Linked DNA regions of Mus musculus: region 2 is linked to region 1. The links are chromatin contacts, called in public ChIA-PET maps. All regions are on one chromosome and are shown on one strand. Each heading gives the region's core, a stretch centred on a gene start, on an enhancer-like site or on the middle of the called end of the contact. The rest is flanking DNA. Distances are from core to core; before and after follow the strand shown. Region 1 holds the start of Meak7 (MTOR associated protein, eak-7 homolog). Region 2 overlaps Crispld2 (cysteine-rich secretory protein LCCL domain containing 2).

The links. ChIA-PET counts read pairs in DNA pulled down with a chosen protein or histone mark.
Region 2: a contact with region 1 is called in an RNA polymerase II ChIA-PET map of memory CD8 T cells, with 10 read pairs. The contact joins the enhancer-like site here to the promoter of Meak7 in region 1. A contact is called at or near these places in 5 of 39 promoter capture datasets (the C10 cell line, cranial neural crest, hippocampal neurons and 2 more) and 2 of 115 datasets of contacts at active chromatin or transcription factors (memory CD8 T cells and thymic regulatory T cells).

What each region holds. Positions count from the first base shown.
Region 1 is chr8:119,775,657-119,780,494 of GRCm38.p6, reverse strand. It overlaps Meak7 (MTOR associated protein, eak-7 homolog), which reads left to right and starts at 2,079. Exons shown (of 8, transcript NM_028883.2): 1 at 2,079-2,135.
Region 2 is chr8:120,048,044-120,052,881 of GRCm38.p6, reverse strand. Crispld2 (cysteine-rich secretory protein LCCL domain containing 2) reads right to left here. Exons shown (of 15, transcript NM_001310635.1): 15 at 88-2,599. The coding sequence ends at 2,545. Among named protein-coding and RNA genes, the nearest start is that of Zdhhc7, 51 kb to the left of the region's middle. Within about 2 kb of position 2,746, at least 90 of the 459 cell types and tissues checked have an H3K27ac peak or open chromatin away from gene starts, as enhancers often do. A contact at or near this core is called in memory CD8 T cells and thymic regulatory T cells, where this site is marked.

The DNA.
Region 1 (4,838 bases), core at 830-3,329:
GCACCCGGGAGGTGGTGGCAGGACTTAAAGTTTGGAGACACCTCATCTCAGAACAACAGCAAACACTGAAAAACCACAGGGTCAGGCTCAGTGGGTAAAATAGCTTGCCACCAAGTCTGATGACATGAGTTCAATCCCAGGCACCCACAAGGTGGAAGGAGAGATTCAACTCCCACGAGCTGTCCTCTGACATACATGCTGTGGCATATGATGTGACAGTAGCTACGAGCTCCAAAAATCCAAACCCACAGAGCATTCCCTTCTCTGGAAATGACTGCCAACCCACCATGTCATGTTACAATGGAAAGAGCCCTCAGTTTGGCACCAGGACTGCCTCTGTCCCAGCTGTGTGTTCCTGGGAAAATCACTTAACCGCTCTGAACCCTAACTCAGCATAGGGCCCTGGCTTCCCATTATGAAAGGCCTGGAAAGGTGGTTGAGCCGTGACAGGGAAAGTAGCATGCTTGGATGAACTCTCAACCCTAGACATCCAATTGGATCTTTATAACCTAACTGGTTTCTTGCTAGAAGCCCCTGAACCTCAGCTCCTCTCCATGTCACTCGCCCAACCTGCAGCATATATCCACAGCCACACCTCCGTCCTACCCTCTCCCCTTAGTTTATACATGCCAGGTGGGAACTGAATGAAGGAGTAGGCACTAAGGGGAGGAAAGGAGCCTGACACATTTTCATATGTCACAGACTGGTGACCCATGATGCCCTGGAGGACTCAAAGGCTGTCCTGGCTGCCTCAGCCTCACTCCTCCATGATGGCCCTTGTAGCCCAACTTCAGCTCGAGGCTCTGCCCACTGACTGGTCGTTTTCCTAGGGGCTCATAGGAGGGTGGTGGTGGGGGATCAAGTCAATTCAAGGTGTCTTGGTGTTAAGATGGCCGTGGAATGTTGGGAACAAACGCTAGGTGGAGCTTGGCTGAGCGAAAGGCAGATGGCTTCTGGTGGACATGTGACTTCAATCCACTAGGGGGAGCTAGCTGCCCGTTTTCTTTTGCTGTCTCTCTTCTACTCGCCTTTTCAAAACTTCCACTCTCTGTATCCCAGGCTGGCCTGGAACTCACTGTGTAGACCAGGCTGGCCACAAACTTGCAGCAATGCCCCTGTCTAAGCCTCTTGAAGTGCTGAGATTACAGGTGTATGCCACTACACTCAGCCGGGCTGGTGTCACAATAATTAAATAATAATACTAATAATACTAATAATAATGTGTGGTGTTTTGCTTTATGTGCACCGTGTGTGCAATGTCTCTGGAGGCCAGAAGAGGGCGTCGGATCCCCTGGAACTGGAGTTACAAGCAGGCCTGAGCTGAAGTGTGGGTTCACCTGTGTCCTCTGTTAGAGCAGCAAGTGTTCTTAAGGACTCTGCCACCTCTCCGGCCTCTGGTGTCATTTTTCCAGCTACAATTTCAGACAGCAGCTTCTGTTACTTTGGGGGGTTGGGAGGAGTTCCTCTGTGCCACTCGGACGGTGGGGTTTGCAGGCAGCGACAGTGGGTTCGTCTCTGCTGAGAATTCTGGGACCTACCTCTGTTGTGTCTGTCTCCGACACCAGAAAAGGCCCGGTAGGGCTGATAGCAAGCTATCCCACTCCTGGGGACAAGACCGGCCGGCATCTGCTTCTGTGTGTCAAGTGCTCTATTGGCTAACGCAATGGACTTCAGGAGGTAAGGAGGTCAGATTTTCCACCCTAGTTCTGGGGGGCGAGTCCCAGCTCAGGCCTTCTGTTCACAGTGCCCCTGTTCCCAGCCTCCCACATTGCTCCCTTCTATCCGCTCCCTGCATTTAAACCCCCTGATCCGCTTCCAGCCCTTCAGCAGCTTCCTAGCACCTCCTAAAGCCCAAGTTCTCCTTCAGCCTTTGCAGAACCTGAGCAACTGTCAACCATCCCCAAGTGTTCCGCTGTTACAGGCTCAGTTCTTCGATCCCAGGCTCCGCCCACTCCCCGTGAACTACAATCCCATTGGTTAAGATCTGACTCGGGCTCCACCTCTCAGTAGCCCTTTTCCAATTGGTGCTCATGACCGTCCGTCAGCGCCGTTGCTAGGGAAAGGGCTGGGCGACCCGGGCAACCTTGCTGCCCAGGACGTACCGGAAGGAGCTCGGTCCCTGTAGACCAAGGCTGGTGAGCCGGAGGGAGGGAGCCCGGGCGAGGCTGGGCATAGCTCAAGGAAGGAAGGAAGACCTTCGGGGTGGCCTGAGCAGCCCCCAAGGAAGCTACTGTCTCAGGCTACTGTCAGAGAAGCAGAGAGTGCCTGGGATGGGGTGAAGCTGGGCTCTGAAGGGATCCGTGGGCCTGCCTTGTTTTCCGAGACGAACCCAATAGAGTTCCTTCAGAGGCAAGCTCAAAACCAATTTAGGGGGAGGCGAGGAAGGTGCCCTGGCCTGCACTCCTGAGGGGGGCTGGGACAGATGGAGGGCTGCCAGCTGCAGACCCAGTAGGCTCCAGGACTTGGACATGGGCTTGGTGTGGCTGTTCTGATGGGGTGTTGACCCCAGGAACCAGACAGTGTGTCACGATCTCTTGGAGGCCCCATGGGAAATTGTCCGAGGCACACTCCAGCCTGCCACCAGGAGCTTGGGGCTGCAAAGAGCTGGCTCGCCACATTCTTCGTGACACAAGGAGCCCTTTTTATTCTCCAGGGTCCATCTGTGTTTGTCTTTGGTTTCTGGAAAGCAGAACCAGGTGGCGATGTTAAACGATTCACCCAAGCTTATTAAAGCACGGCAAGCTAAACTCCTTTTAAGACCATGGGTTAGTGACTTGGTGATGGGACTTCACTGTTGGGGAGAGGGCCCCCTCCCGAAATGGATCACCTGGTTGGGGGGAGGAGGAAGGACGTGTTTAGCTATTAGGGGCAGTAGAGTGTTGAGGATAGACTGTTGCGGAGACTGGAATGTTCAAGGAAGCTCACTGGTGGGTTCAGGAGACTTGGATCTGGTCGGGCAAAGGCTTCCCCTTGATTGTGCCCAGGTGGGAAAGCCCATTGTTATACAAAAACTGTCTGGAATGGCCACCTGTGTATGGATTGAGACTGTAGAGCTCATAGGCCCTGTGTGGAGAATGGTCAGGGCTGTGGGTGACCTTTAAAGGGTCTCTCCACATCCCCCCCACCCCCCCACCCCCGCTTTCTGATAAGAAAAATGGCTTTGATCCTTGGCAAGTGTCTCTTTTGGGTCACAAGGCTGATACTCACTGCTACAAGTGACCTTACAGTCACTGAAAGATGTCTTCACCTAAGAAAGGTGGACATAGTTGCCAGGGGAAAGCTACCCCATGGACCAAGGTGTCCCCATGGAGGACAGAACCTGCCCCTGACACATGCAAGACCTTTCTCCGGGAAGCTGACAGATTGCTGGCCCCATGACAGAGCTTGCAGCCTAAAGGGAGAGCATGGGCCCCCCCGAGAATCATTCTTGCTGCAGCTGTGTGGAGACAGGCGGCCTTCCAGCTGTAGCGGCTGGGCTGGTACAGGGTGAAGAGCCATATTCTCAAGGTCTCTCCCCAGTCCTCCCTGAGCTGTGGGCTCCAAACCTGCCCTTCCCCTCCCCCTGCCTTCCTCACAGAGCAGCCAAGCTCTGGCTCTGTCCTGGCATCTGGTCCTGTCCTGTACTGCCCCTGGCTTGTTTACCATTCAAGGCTTGGTGTTTAGCATTTACTTTCTCAATCAATCTCTGCCCCCTCCACTGCTGTGGCTTAGTACTAGCAGGCCGTGGGGTATGCAGCTGGCATCACTGTGCAGGGGTGGTTCGTGCATAGTGGGGCAGGTAGTGCTGACCATGGGGATCTCGTGGGGTCAGGGTGGATTTAAGCCCTTGGGGGCTACTTAGGACCTGGTCGTGAATTAGCACTAGGAAACCCACAAAATGGAAGGAGAGGATGGCATCTACCTTTTCTGTCACTGTGACCAAACACCTAACAGAAGCTATTTCAGAGGGAAAAGATTGATTTTTGGCTCACAGTTTGAGGGTACAGCTTATCCCAGAGGGGAAAGGATGGAAGTAGGAGCGTGAGGCAGCTGGTCACACTGCACCCACAGTCAGGAAGCAGAGAGAGAGAGAGAGAGAGAGAGAGAGAGAGAGAGAGAGAGAGAGAGAGAGAACGCACATGTGAGCGAGCGAGAGGGAGGGAGGACCGCTGGTGCTTGGCTGCTTCTCCTTGTTATTCAGTCCAGGCCCCCAGCCTAGGGAATGGTGCCGCCCACAGTTAGGGTGGGTCTTCCTACGCCAATCCACCTAATCTCAAAAATCCTCCACAGACCCACCCAGAACCGGGGTCTCCTAGGTGGTTCCAAATTCATAAAGTTGACCGGCAAGATTAGCTGTGACAGAGCGCAAACCATCTCCTGAGAGGCTGCAGGGGACACCACACATCAGTACACCTGTCCTGTTACCTCGGGCTAAGGCACAGGAGAGTGGTCTTGGAGCAGAGTCCCCTTTTGGTGGCCTTCAGATCAGAGTCTGGAGTCAGGCATGGTCTGAGGGAAGGGCGTTGGGGTCCCCATGGAGAACAGGGAAGGACAAGGAGAGGGAAGGGTTCACTCCCGGGTGGGAGACTACCAGGGAGGTCCTCAGAGGAACCAGCTTGTGGCACTTGGCAGAGTCTTGCTGGCGTCGGGACCTCAGTAGCACCAAGCTCGTGGTCGGGAGGGCAGGGTGGCACAGGGTCTCTGCAGAATCTCGGAGGTGAGGTGGGAGAGGGGAGGTGTTTTCAGGAAAAGTTGTGAATGCCAAACAGTTGGAAACAGGAGGTAGAGAAGGATACCGAGGGCTGACAAGGAGGAAGGACACCTCCCTGAGAAGGTATGTCTCCCATCTTACAGGCTTC
Region 2 (4,838 bases), core at 1,497-3,996, 270 kb before region 1:
CTGCTTGGAGCTTGTGGGGGACCTAAGGCAAACGAGTTCACAAATGACGTGTCTAGACAAGAAAAGAAGAAAAGATGTGCTACCAGTATGTGTTAGAAATCAAATCCGTTTTATTGAAACCATAGCAACAACCAGTGTGGCCCTGTTCATGCGAAGCACAAAAACTTACAATAAACTTTTGTACATAGGAAGTTGTAAAATATATCATTTTTCATAGAAAAAAAAAGCACACAGTAAACTGCGGGCTGAGAAAGCCTACAGATCATGGAGAATCGGCACACCCCTCTGAACAGACCGGGCACAGCTTGGAAGCAAATGGAAACTCTCACCCAACGCAGGACCAGGCCGGAGCTGGGGGGGTTGGGGGGATGTGCAGCTGGTGTGGGCGTGGTCACTTTAAGGAAGAGCTGATGGATGGACACACAGGGTCAGAAGGGCTCTGATGTAAGGTCTTGTCATTTGTGGTTTTGTTTCCTCCAGTTTCAAACTATTGATGAAGGTGATCGATCGAGGCTGCTAGGCCAGGCTCTGTGCCTGATGGAAGGGCAGCCAGGGAACTCAGAGAACCTCAGTACAGACTCACACAGCAAGTTCCCTGAAGATGGGATTGGCTGCTCATTCTAGAAACCCAGAAGGGGTATGGTTTTCCTTACCACGTCAGCCTTGCCCTGCTGGCTTGGTGAAGGGTCCTACGGCAGCACTCCTTGTATCGGGAAGTTTCCCAGATGTTTGGTAGCAACCAGAGGTCCCCTTCCACAGACTGCGCAGATGTCTGCTCCAACATCTGGAGTGGAAGAGTTTATGCCCTCAAAGACACCACACCCACACCCATGAGGCAGAAACAGCCTAGTGAAAGGCTGACTAGAGCTGGTTCAAGGCTGTGTGCTTTTTATAATCTCCCCAGAAGGGGTGGATTGGGGAAAAGCTATCTTAGCACTCAGGAGGCCAGCCTGGGCTACATAATGAGGTCAAGGCCAGCCTGGACTACCATAGTGAAACTGTCTCAAACAAATAAACATTTAACCCAACTAGGGGGAGAGATTTGTTCAGACTCCCTTAGGGTTTTTTTCTTTTCTTTTTTTTTTTTAAAGAACCATTTGTACTTTGCTCCTGTGAATGTGTGTGGTGCCTGTGGAGACCAGAGATCTCTTGAACGGCCTGTGAATAGTGAGAACTGAGCGCAGGTCCTCCGGTAGAGCAACAAGATCTGTTAACCACCAAGCCACCTCCCCAGCCTTTTGATTGGGGGGATGGTGTTCTGTTTTATTTTTTAACCCCCTTCCCTTTTTTTTTTTTTTTTTTTTTGGTCTAAGAAATATTTGGCTGGAGCACGCAACCCTGTTTGTGTTTGGCTAGCACTCACCGGCAATCTGCCCCATGCTCAGGACTGGGGTGGGATTCCACCTTCTCTAGAGTAAAGCTGTTTACAGAAGCATGCTTCATTTTACAGTGGGTTTGGACCAGGCTCCTAAGTGATGGGAGCCAGGGCTCACCACACTCTTGGAGCCTGGGGATGCTGGCAGGCACTGAGGGGTTCTTCCTGTGTGTCCCGGGCCCCTCTTTCTGGTGGCTGGTGTGTCATGGGTGGTTTTACAACCACAGGCCACTCCATTAACCCCCATGAGGAATGTGCCAGGAATCTACTCCTCCCACAGCTTAAAAACTAGGTCACCCAAACCAGGGGGAAGTGACGTTCAATTGTCACTCTTGACGGCGGCTGGGAGGCAGCCCTTATTCTAAGAAGTGAGAAGACATCTGAGACCTGGAGCCTCTTGCAAAGCCAAACCCCAGAGGAGGACACCTAGATCTGCTGAGGGTGGGGCAGATGCCACAGGGTCAGGGAATGGTAGGGAAGGCTCCTGATGTATTGGTCCTCCATGAGACCAAAGGTCATGTGAGAAAAGGCCACACAGACAAGGACAAAGACAAGATAAATCTCTGGAGTGCTACCAACTTTAAATAGACCAGCTCTGCTGGACTTATAAGCACGTGACTGCCAAAAAGGTTGGGGAATGTGAGCACGGATAGACACCACCAGGGCAGAGCCCAGGTCTTGCTCGGGGCTTCTCCCTGCAGCCCATCTGTCTGACCAGCAAACACAGACCCCATTTCTCTGTCGGTAGGACGGACTGTAACCTTATAGCTGTCGACTCTTGTCACCCAGACAAGAGCCCCATTCATGACATATCTCAAACCTGTATCCTCAGGGTTCGAAAGCCTTCCCCCTCCACCACCAAAGAAAACATGGCAAGGAGTGTCTCAGTGAGCAGCTCCTGAGAGGAGGTGAGCCACCAGATGGGGACCGCCACCTGGCCAGCCTGGGCACTGGTTGTCCAGCCAAGAGACTCCACGGCACGCTGCTCATGAGGGGGAAGGTGCTCGGTCACCCTCACCAAAGGCCATGGAGGCCCAGGACGTTCAATGACACCAAAAGGAAGATTCCTGACTCTCTGTCACCCCCCACCCCCAAAGGACAAAGTACAGATAAAAAGCAGGACCCCGAATCCCAGTAGATGACACCCCCTTCTCCCCAGGTCGCCAAATTCACTGCCTGACGGCGAAGATCCGGAAGGCGTTTCCGTTCTGAGGAGTGTTCAGGCTGCAAGAGAAGAGGGAGAAGGAAGTTAGAAGAGAAAGCTGTGGGCAAAGGAATGGCCGATAGGGCCAATGTGGTAAGGTCAGAGCCCACAGAAGTCACACCCAGCTGGACGAGCCCACATGTGCCGACAGGAAGCTGTGGTGTGAGCCCAGGCTGAGGTTGCGGAGCGACTCTCTGGGTTTTACTGACACCTGTCTCAGACATCTGGTTGACAGATGATTTAAGGGGTGGCTTGAAGGGAACACACACCCGAATGCTACCCAAATATGCCATCATGGGTCTGCTATCCTTTCCAGGCAGGGCTATTGTTACTGTCGGTACATACAGGGGAGGAATCAAGAGAGGCACACGGTTAATCAAAACCACATTCTTCCGATGGGAGACAAGTCCTTCAGGCCCTTGGTTGGTTTTTGAGATGGGCCTTATGCAGCCTAGGTTTATCTCCAACTCGTTATATAGATGAGATGACCCTGAACTCCTAATCCTGATGCCTTCCCCTCCCAAGTGCCACCACCCCCAGTTTATGCCATGCTGGGAATTGAACCCCAGGCTTCATGCATGCCCGGCCAGCTAGGCAAGCACTGTGCCACTGAACTACGTTCCTAGCTCTCAACCAGATGTTGAAAACACCGTTACAGAACTATACTGCCCTGTGAAACTCAGCCATGTCCTCTGGCCTCTACACCAGCACCTAGGTATACACACCCACGAAATGAGGAAGCATTAAAAGGGGTCCTTCCGGCTCCCCCCCTTCTGTGCTGGCACCTCTGCCTCTGTGAATTTGTCTGTTCTGGAAGACATGTGCTTTCCACCATCAGAGGTGTAAGCTTGGGAGGTGGATTGCTATCAACCTACATTCACCTTTTAAAGGCTTCTCAAGTGGCCACATTGTGTCTGTGCCTACCCACAATGCATTGAGCATTTCAGATGCTCTGCAGCCCCACTGACAGCTGTTGTCTTATGGCCGCTGTGCAGATACTCTGGGTACCCTGGCCTGAATCTGCATCTCCATTGCTTTGGTGTGCTGAGTGACTCTCCCTGGTCCAGAAGCTGTCCCTGGAGCATGGCTGGGCAGATGGATTTCCTGGTGTGGGCAGTTCTTTTTAACGTGGTAGTAGGGATGGAACCTAAGACCCTGTGCATGCCAGGCAAGCACTCTGCCACCGAGATACAGCCCAGTCTCATCTCCAAAGTCCCCAACTGGGTTACCGTAATGTTGAGTTGTAAGAGTTCACACACAGGCCACGTTCCCATTTGCAGGCACACACATGCTCACACACACACACACACACACACACACACACACACACACGAGCTATGAAATCCTTTAGTACATACACAATTTGGAAAACTGTTCTCCCATTCTGTAGCTAGACTTCCGGCCTCTCTTCCTCCCTTCCAAACCTGAACCCTACCTCTCTTTATTACTCTCCTTCCTTCCTTTGAGAGGAAGTTTATCTTCTCACAGGTCTAGGGCCTGGTCACAGAGGTCTCCTGTAAGGCCACTCTCTTGTCTACAGACAGCCAGGATTTTGTTGTTACAGAAAATAACAGCTGTAGCCCTGGCTGGCCCGGAACTCTTTCTGTAGACCAGGAGAGCCTACAACTCAGAGATCTGCCTGCCTCTGCCCCCAGAGTGCTGAGATCAAAGGCGAGCAACAACGCCCAGCTCCTAGCCAGGCCTCTTGCTGGTGGCCACACAACCTGCTCTCCGAGCTTACTTACTTGGTTCTACTTTTCTGTCGTCTCTTAAAACTTATTTTTATTTCATGTGTGTTCCCAAGTGTTTGCATGCACACTATGTGTACGCATGCCCAGGAGGACAGAAGAGGGATTCGGAACCCCCAGAGCTAAGTTACAGGCACTTGTGACACCCGGTCTTCTGCAAGAGTGCTGAAGGCCCTTAACCACGGAGCCATCTCTCCGTCCCTCTTCTCTTCGTTTTCTTAATGGTGTCTTTTAAAATACAAAGGTTTAAAATGACCTAATTTATCATTTTCTCCACAATTATGCTTTTGGTGTTATATTGAACAAGGCAATAGCTCGTTCACAATCGCACACACTCATGCTTACCTTCCTCTAAGAGTTTTTAGGGTTTAGGCCTGCCAGTCACTCGAGTGTGCTCTCAGATGTGCTAGGTACTCTGGCCCAGCTTCACAGTCTCACGTGACAACTGTCATCTGGGAGCCTGTCCTTACACCAGAATTAAAAGGAAAAATAAAGGCCAGGGACGTGACTC